Regions from separate parts of the Sus scrofa genome. Here region 1 is linked to region 2. Evidence: chromatin contacts called from public HiChIP or PLAC-seq data. All regions are on one chromosome and are shown on one strand. Each heading gives the region's core, a stretch centred on a gene start, on an enhancer-like site or on the middle of the called end of the contact. The rest is flanking DNA. Distances are from core to core; before and after follow the strand shown. Region 1 holds the start of NMT1 (glycylpeptide N-tetradecanoyltransferase 1). Region 2 holds the start of HEXIM1 (protein HEXIM1).

Region 1 (4,075 bases), core at 994-3,493, 67 kb after region 2:
GGGGAAGGAAGACAGGGAAGCTGTGAAGAAAGAAGAGAAGAAAGAGGGAAGGCTGCTCCAGATGTTATCTCATTCAATCTCTACAATTGGAGGTTAAGTTAACTTTCCTGAGGTCACAGGACTATTACATGTCATAATGAGGCTTTGAACTCAGGTTTGAATGATTCCAAAGTCCATGCTTCCCCCATCATACCACACAGCTTCTTCCTAAAACCATTTCCTCTGACACTGGAAAAATGATGCCTCCAACCCAGATTCTAAGTGCCAGAACTAGATTCTGCCCTCCAGACTGGGTCCTCTGTTTTTCATCTGCCATCTCCAAAATCATTTATACAGATCTCTAGACCCAGATGCCAATAAAGTGAATGTGTTCATCCAGACACAACCGTGTACAACACCACCGCACCTTCAAAGGTTTGCTCAGGTTACCACTTTGTGGTACTATAAATAAAACACTGAACTTTCTGCCAAAGGGTCTCACAGAGTGATTCAAAGATCACAGGGAGTGAAACCAATGAAAGACCTACAGACACTGGTCAAGGCAAAAGTTTACCCCCGAAAACTTTGTGGTACTATAAATAAAACACTGAACTTTCTGCCAAAGGGTCTCACAGAGTGATTCAAAGATCACAGGGAGTGAAACCAATGAAAGACCTACAGACACTGGTCAAGGCAAAAGTTTACCCCCGAAAACAAAAAGCAGCTACAGATGGCAAAGGTGAAGCCGTACTTTCACTTCTGAAATGAATTTCGAATTCACCAATTCCCACGTGTGATTGGGATTTCTACTCAGAAGGGCTGCACTTTCCCTCCTTCCTGTTCCTACTTCCTCCTTCTCAGGAATCTCAAACTTCGAAACAAGGCTTTTACTACATTAGATCTGTGTGCCAAAGAACACAGTCTCATAAAAACCAAATTTGACAAGTTTCCTTTCCACCTACATTCTTGTGATTTTCAATGTCGAATGAAGAACACAAAATTAGATCTTTTAACCTAAGCATTCATCGCAAGCAGTTTATAACGACTTAAACAAGTCTTTGTTCTCCCATTGCCTCAAGGTAGCAGAATTTCTCTTAAGTTTATCCACGATCTCAACCTTCTACCTCTTACCTCCACCTCCAGGACTACCACCAACCAATACTGCAAATGTCAGGATGGCTATGAAAATTAGACTACCACATACTCAACCAAAGTTATACATCCAAAACAGTCTCTCACGACTTTCCGTTAGAAAACCTACATGTGAACATAGATAGGGAGAGTGAGGCGTTAGCGCCAGCCACTGTAACAATATGGAGAAAGAGAAACGATAGGGTGTGGCTTACAAGAGCGAAAACTGATTTGGAAGCTCACCAGGCAACCGCCTGATACATTTCTTCCACCCCAGGAACAGTTACCATTGAGGCAAAATCCTAAGTACAGTATTAAGCCACTTCTAAACAGTGTCCAAGGAAGCACCGTCAATGTCTTAAAGCTCGAGGCTACTTCACAAAGTTAACTGAGCAAAGACCTAATTACACACTACTTACGAAACATGGATTATTTGGAGCAACGGACACTATATCTATCCAAACATTATCATATAGTAATTACGTAGGATTTATAAGGTGAGTTTCTATCTTGGGATTCTCTAGGAGTGCTACTTTACAACATAATTATGGTTGGTAAAGCCTGATGAATTTCCTCATCGAAAGTGAACTGCCGTGAAACGTTTTATTATTCATTTACTGCTAATCACGCTGTTCACACAACACCTCTACAAAGTAACGTTCCTTTTGAACTGCACTGTTGGATTGACCAGTGTTGTGCCATCAAAGACCATCGCTCAACGTGCTTTTTTCCCGGACAAGCCTCAGCCACACGGGTACAACACTACACAGAACTTTTATATAATAAAAGTACTGAATGTCTTTGGGCCTTAATATACTGAGCACCCACCACCTGAAAAATGACAAAGACAGCAACCAATCGCCAGGCAGGATTCCAATATCTCAGCCAATAAGAATATGGGGGCGGGGCTACACTAAGCTCCCGGTGTCTTCCCCGCACCCCAAAGACCCAGGTTGTGGGGGACTAAACAGGAATTAGACTCCGAGGATCTCGTTACCCCCGGTTGTAGCTGTTGTCCTCCTCGTTCTCGCAATCGCTGCAGTGTTCATGGCCGTTTCCGTTCCCTTCCATCATCTGCGGCAGCGGAGGTGCCGGCGGCTTCACTGCTGTCTCACTCTCGTCCGCCATCTTGAGTTGCGAGAGCCGGCCTCCGCGCCTCGCTACATGGGGGGTTCCTATTGGACGAGAGAAATTTGCGTGATATTCTGGGTATTGTAGTGTTTGTGGCGAAGGTAGCCGTAACTAAGAGCAGCTCACTCGTGGGAAACCGAAACAAGATGGACTACAATACCCAGAAATTAAGAGGTGCGGCTGTCCTGGGTGTGGGACCAGCACTACCCGGAAGTCCTGGGAATTCGGCCGCGCCTGAGGAAAGACCAGCCCAAGCTTAGCTAGGCCCGCGCTCCGCCACCCCGGCGGCCGCGTGGCATGCTGGGAAGTGTAGTTTGATGCAACTTAAGGGTTTCAGACGTTGACCTCAGCCTGCCCTTGCTAGTGTTTGGGCCGCAGGTGAGCTGCTCTTGGCTGCAGTTAAGGACCGTTACCATTCCGGGGTAAGTAAGAGGGCCTGGGTGTGACCCACTGATACCCCGCGTGGAGCCTTCCTCGAGAGATATTACAGCAAGAAGCCAAGTTGGCTCCTGCCGCCTTTCCTTACCCGGGATTCTGTACGGCCCCTGGTCGGTAGTAGCTTAAGGCCTCATGAGAAGCGCTGGATTGTGATGTGCAGAACACTGACCCTGAGCAAGGACATCTGACTTCTCTGTCAGGCCTCGCCGCCTCTTGGCCTGCAGGCACAGGTCTCCACGAAGCTCTTCCGCACACATTCCTTTCATTCTCCGCAGCAACCCTCCACATTCACTGTGGTAAGGCTTTTAGCACAGCTCATGTAATCCTGTTAACAAATCTAGAATGTGGGCGCTATTTCTGTTTTTCAGACAAGAGATGTGGCCCAGGTTGGTTGGTAAATTGCACAGTCACATAGCTAATAAGTGGCAAAGCCAGTATACAGATCTGGATCTGTCTGCCCTTCGGCCCTCTGAATTCTTTACCACCACGAAATCCCCGTCGTCTGATACATCTACCCAAGGAAATGTTATAAGAAAAGGGGAAAAAAAAAAAAAAAAGAAATGTTATAAGAAGGAAATTTTGACATCTTAATCTATTTTTACCCTTGACTGACTGCACCAATCCCTTGGGTCTCACCCCTGTGATTGAGTAATGGCACCTGAGTCTGTTTCTTTGGGGGGAAAGGGGGATTCCTGTGCCATGTTGAAGTTCCTGGGCCTAGGATCGAACCCCAACCCCAGCACTGACCAGAGCCTCCACAGTGACAATGCCGGATTATAAACCCACTGAGCCACCAGGGAACTCCTCACACCTGAATCTTAAGGCAGAGCCCAAAGTCAAGGTTCCCATTCCTGGAGTTCCCGTCGTGGCGCAGTGGTTAACGAATCCAACTAGGAACCATGAGGTTGTGGGTTCGGTCCCTGCCCTTGCTCAGCGGGTTAAGGATCCGGCGTTGCCATGAGCTGTGGTGTAGGTCGCAGACGCGGCTCGGATCCCGCGTTGCTGTGGCTGTGTGGTGTAGGCTGGTGGCTACAGCTCCTATTGGACCCCTAGCCTGGGAACCTCCATATGCTGCCAGAGCGGCCCAAGAAATAGCAAAAGGACAGAAAAGAAAAAAAAAAAGGTTCCCATTCCTAGAGATTTCCCATTCAGGTTGGGTTGTGGGAGGTGGTGAGGGAAAGACAAGTTCTTATCATCAGAGAGCTCCAGTGGCCAAAAAGGGAAATGATCTTTGCCTTTGGGAAATTCTCAGCGTGGGAAGAGGAGTAGAGAGGGAAGAAATAGTTCCCCTCTGACTCAGGGAAACAAAACAAATAAAACAGCTAAATATAGTCAACTCTTGGTTTTAACATCAGTGGCAAGAACTGAAGTAAATATGATCCAAAGCAGCAGAAAA
Region 2 (4,153 bases), core at 1,076-3,575:
TAAAGTCCTCATCGCTGGTGTCGTCGGATTTGGCAGCAGCCCGTTTGGGATAGAGGCCGGTTTTAAGATCCGGCTCCTCTTGGTCGTGATCATCCATGAGGAACTGCGTGGTGTTATAGGGAGCGACCGGCTGGCCCTTGGCGAACATCTCGGCTCGAATCCTGGAAGCTCGAAGGCTCTCTTTCTCGTCGAACTTTTTCTTCTCTTCCCAGGTTAGCGTGTAGTACGGTTTCCAAAGTCGCTTCTTCTTGGAGGGGCGTCTCCTATGTTTTTTCTTGCCCAATTGTCTCTGCTGCTGTCCCCACGCCTCCTCGCCCCCTGCAGCAGAAGCCCCCAACTTGTTGGCTTCGGGCCTCTGTTCCCCTCCCGCCGCCGGCGGGGGAGCTCCGCCAGCGGACAAGTCGTCCCCATTCTGGCCCTTCTCACCCGCTTCAGGGCAGCTGGATTCTGGGCTGACCTGGGTTTGCAAGGGAGGCAGCTGAGGCTCCTGGCTCCCTTCCCCCTCCTGTCCCGGACGGCCACCCGACTGGGGGGACGCTCTCGATTGCCACCTACTGTCCTCCTCGGGCACTCGCTCCTCCGCGCCTGGGGGGCGATCGGGGTTCCGCTCTTCATGTACAGCAGCGGCACCTGTACAGTTGCTAGTTTGAGGCTGGTGCTGATACTCTGACAAGAGTGGCTCATCCATGGCTAATAGAATCCTCTTCTCGAAGTTTGAAGAATTTTGGCTGTTAAGTCCTTAAAGAAAAAAAAGGTTTTTCTTTTCTTTTCAAAAATGTCCAACACAGTCCTCTTCGGTCTGTAATTCCTGCAGTGATGCCTTTAGCCAGTCCTTCTGTCAGCAAACTCCAACTGCAACTTGGGGAGTTCAAGTCAGTAAAGGGTTAAGCGCTCACAGCGCGGCCAGCTAGCGCGTCCAAGGGGGTGCAGCAGCAAAACAGTACGTAATGTGCAGAGGGGGTGGGCCTCAAGCCTCCCCGCAGCGCGCCCCGCTATCGAGGAGTTGGTGGGCAACGAGATGTTAAATCCAACGGGTTAAACCCAGCCCCGAAAGGGTTAAAACTACCCGATGACGCTGACTCCGAGGGGCTGGATCCACAAAGGGTTAAATCCCCTGCCGCAGAGCCCACAAGGGGTTAAAGTCCCAGAGCCACCTCCTCCCACTTCCACGGGTGTCGCTCCAACCCGGGCTCCCAGTTCCCTAGGCCCGGCCGGAGCCTCAACCGAGGACAGACAAACTCATCTCCCCTTTGGCTCGATGCTCTGCTCAGCTCAGTTCTCCTCCGCCTCCTCCTCTTTTTCCTCCCGCCCTCCTCCCCCTTCCGACAGCTCCTCTTCCGCCTCCTCCCCCGACTTCCCCTCCCAACCTGCCTCTCCACCTGCCAACTTCCAACTGCTGCCTCCCAGCCCGCTGCGCCCCTTTTATATAGAAGCCGGGCTGCCCCGCCTATGCGCATGCGTAACGGAGTCCCCATCCCTGGAAGCTGGGAGTCGTAGTTCCCATCTTTCAGGCCCGCCATCCTCGCGCGCCGTGCGACGTAGCCAATCCCAGGACGCGTAGGGGGCGTCTTCCAGGCCGTCTCCTTCCATCGCTTATCGCTCGCTAGAGAAACGTGGGTCACCATTGGCCAAGAGGCCCACGTCTCGCTGAGGAAGGAAGGCCAATCGCAGAGAAGATGGGGCGGGTTCTGGACCATACCATTCTGCTTCGGGAATACGAGAAGATTCCATGGCTATGAGGGCCCACACAGAATATTTTTATGAAAAGGTGCGTCTTAAAGGCTTTTTTCGTATTCTGTCCTCAGCGGAAAGGTTCTGAAGGTCATAAACATGTGTTAACTAAAGCAGGAATGGTTTACTCCTAAAAAATAGTCCCTAAAGTGCAAAAGAGGGTTAAATTCTATAAAGAGAGATATTGGCCCAAGGCTAATAAGTCTTAGATTCCTAAGATTACAAGAATGGCTTCAGAGTGTGTAGCTAGTGACTGGGATTGACATTTGCGGAAGGATATTGTGAACACAATTTGTGTTTTTTAAAAAAGCGCATGAAGAGGTAAACAAATGAAGAATAAAAAGTGCCGCCTTAAAGGGACAGTGTGACCGCAATCTCGGACTAGGCCTCCAAAGATGAGAAGGCAGGTTCGAGTCCTGGGTGACGTCCACCTTCGGACTGGCCTTGGGGTTCTTGGCCGAAAGTGGCGGAGTCCCAGCCCCAGCGTGGTTTTTTTCAGGACTGCCGCCGCCCCAGGAGCCAGTGCAAAATGGTGGGCCGTGACCGAGTCTCTAGCCTGAGCGGGGGAAACGCTGGGTGTGCATGCTGTCCGGCCCGGGGCGGGAAGGCCTTGCCCCTGCCCCCTCCCCCCTTCCCCCGTCCCCGGGGCCTCAGGTTCTTTGGAAGAAAATGGCCTCCTGAGGCCTTCTTGGTCTCTTCACTTGGGAACCGACCAGGAAATGCCCAGATAGAAGAGTGCAGGGCGGCTGATGAGCTGCTTTCTTGGGGGGAGGGGTTTGAAATTAATAAAGAGTTGAAATAATCAATCCTGGCTACGCAGAGAGAGAGAGAGCAAAAGAGCCACCAAGGCTCTTCGTCAGTGGGCGCTAGGCAACACCCTGAGGAAAGCAGAGCCAGAGGCTCCCCCAGGAGGAAGTCTTGCCCAGAAATGGGGGCAGGGGGATTCTGGCCCAGAACTATGGGCAGATTCATGGGGGTGGGAGGGACATACTCTCCTTGGGAAAGTTCTCCAGATTCCAAGCTCCCGCCCAAAAGATAGGGCCCAGAAGTAGCCCAAACTCTGTTCAAATCACTTAAGCCTCTCTGTAATCTCAGTTGGCCATACACTCAGTGACCCATTCCTACTATTTCTTACTTACAGCCTTGTCTTATATTCCAGCTGCTTTCCACTGCACAACGTTCTTTTACACACAGAACCATTTGCTCCACCACAGCCCTGCGGGTTAGGCAGAGTAGGGATTATTGTCTCTATTTTAGAGATAAGAAACCTCTTTAATGCTCAGAAATTAAGTGATCTGTCCAGGGTCACATGACAACTAAGTGGCAGTTTAGGCCAGAGCAAAGGTCTTTGTGACCCCGTACCATTTTTCTTTGTCACAGACACAAAACTCTTTTTTTTCGTATGAACTCTGGATTTAGTTCCTTTTTTTCTTTTGCACCTGCAGCATATGGAAGTTCCCGGGCCAGAGGTCCAATCAGAGCTGCAGTTGGGGCCCACGCCACAGCAACACCAAATCTGAGCCACCTCTGCAAACTAAGCTGCAGCTTGCGGCAATACTGGATCCTTAAACCACTGAGTGAGGCCAGGGATTGAACCCACATCTTCACAGAGAGGTACGGTCCTTAACCCACTGAGCCACAACAGGAACTCCTGGATTTAGTTCCTTTTCATCCCCAACAGCTTCAGCCTAATTTAGGCTCTTATTTCTTCCTTTGGCAATGATTTGATAAGAGAGCACAATGATGAATAAAGTATCATCCTTGCTACTCAGGGACTGTTTGGAGAGACGACCCAACCACAGTAAGCCAGAATAGCAAGTGAAGAAAATCCTGGTGGGAGTTTATGAGCCAAATTGCTTAGGAGTTGAGAATTGTGGACAGATTTCATGCAGGAGATGACTTCTTGGCCGTCTTTGAGTAGCATGAAGTAGGGCATTCTACAAAGCACATGCAACTTGTCCAAAGAAAGGACCTGTCTGGAGACTCGGGAGCTGTCCTTGGGGAAGCGATGACGGGCACGCCCAAAGGGAAAAGGCAAGCAACAGTGCCCCTGGGGCACCTCCAGATGTTTTGAAATTGAACATCCTAGCCTGTTTCCCTGAGCTTCCAAGAACTCTGAAAAGCCTGCCCCTCCTCTGTGCTGCTCATCAGTCGCAGGTGCCCTGAGAGCAAGAACTGCCCCTCATACTGGGAGCGCCCTGAGGTAAAGGGATTTTGCAGAGAACTCCACAGTCACAGTTTCAGACACCAGAGGACGCCTGGCTATCCTCAGTCAGGGGCTTTGGAAGGTACAGCTGAGCCCAGCCTGGTCTACTGGATAGGGCTCAGCTGCATGGGCTCATTTGTCCTATTAGGGGAGGCGTGGCCAGACTCATGGGTTGTGGAATTCCAGAATTCTATGAAACAAGAGGCCAGGCACCCT

The links. HiChIP or PLAC-seq counts read pairs in DNA pulled down with a chosen protein or histone mark.
Region 1: a contact with region 2 is called in an H3K27ac HiChIP or PLAC-seq map of alveolar macrophages. The contact joins the promoter of NMT1 here to the promoter of HEXIM1 in region 2. A contact is called at or near these places in 4 of 47 Hi-C or Micro-C datasets (heart right ventricle, liver and skeletal muscle) and 2 of 2 datasets of contacts at active chromatin or transcription factors (alveolar macrophages and skeletal muscle).

What each region holds. Positions count from the first base shown.
Region 1 is chr12:18,335,183-18,339,257 of Sscrofa11.1, forward strand. NMT1 (glycylpeptide N-tetradecanoyltransferase 1) reads right to left here and starts at 2,244. Exons shown (of 12, transcript XR_002337086.1): 1 at 2,108-2,244. It overlaps DCAKD (dephospho-CoA kinase domain-containing protein), which reads left to right and starts at 2,472. Exons shown (of 5, transcript XM_005668727.3): 1 at 2,472-2,663.
Region 2 is chr12:18,267,764-18,271,916 of Sscrofa11.1, forward strand. It overlaps HEXIM1 (protein HEXIM1), which reads right to left and starts at 2,326. Exons shown (of 1, transcript XM_003131323.5): 1 at 1-2,326. The coding sequence starts at 688. It also overlaps a transcript of ACBD4 not described here.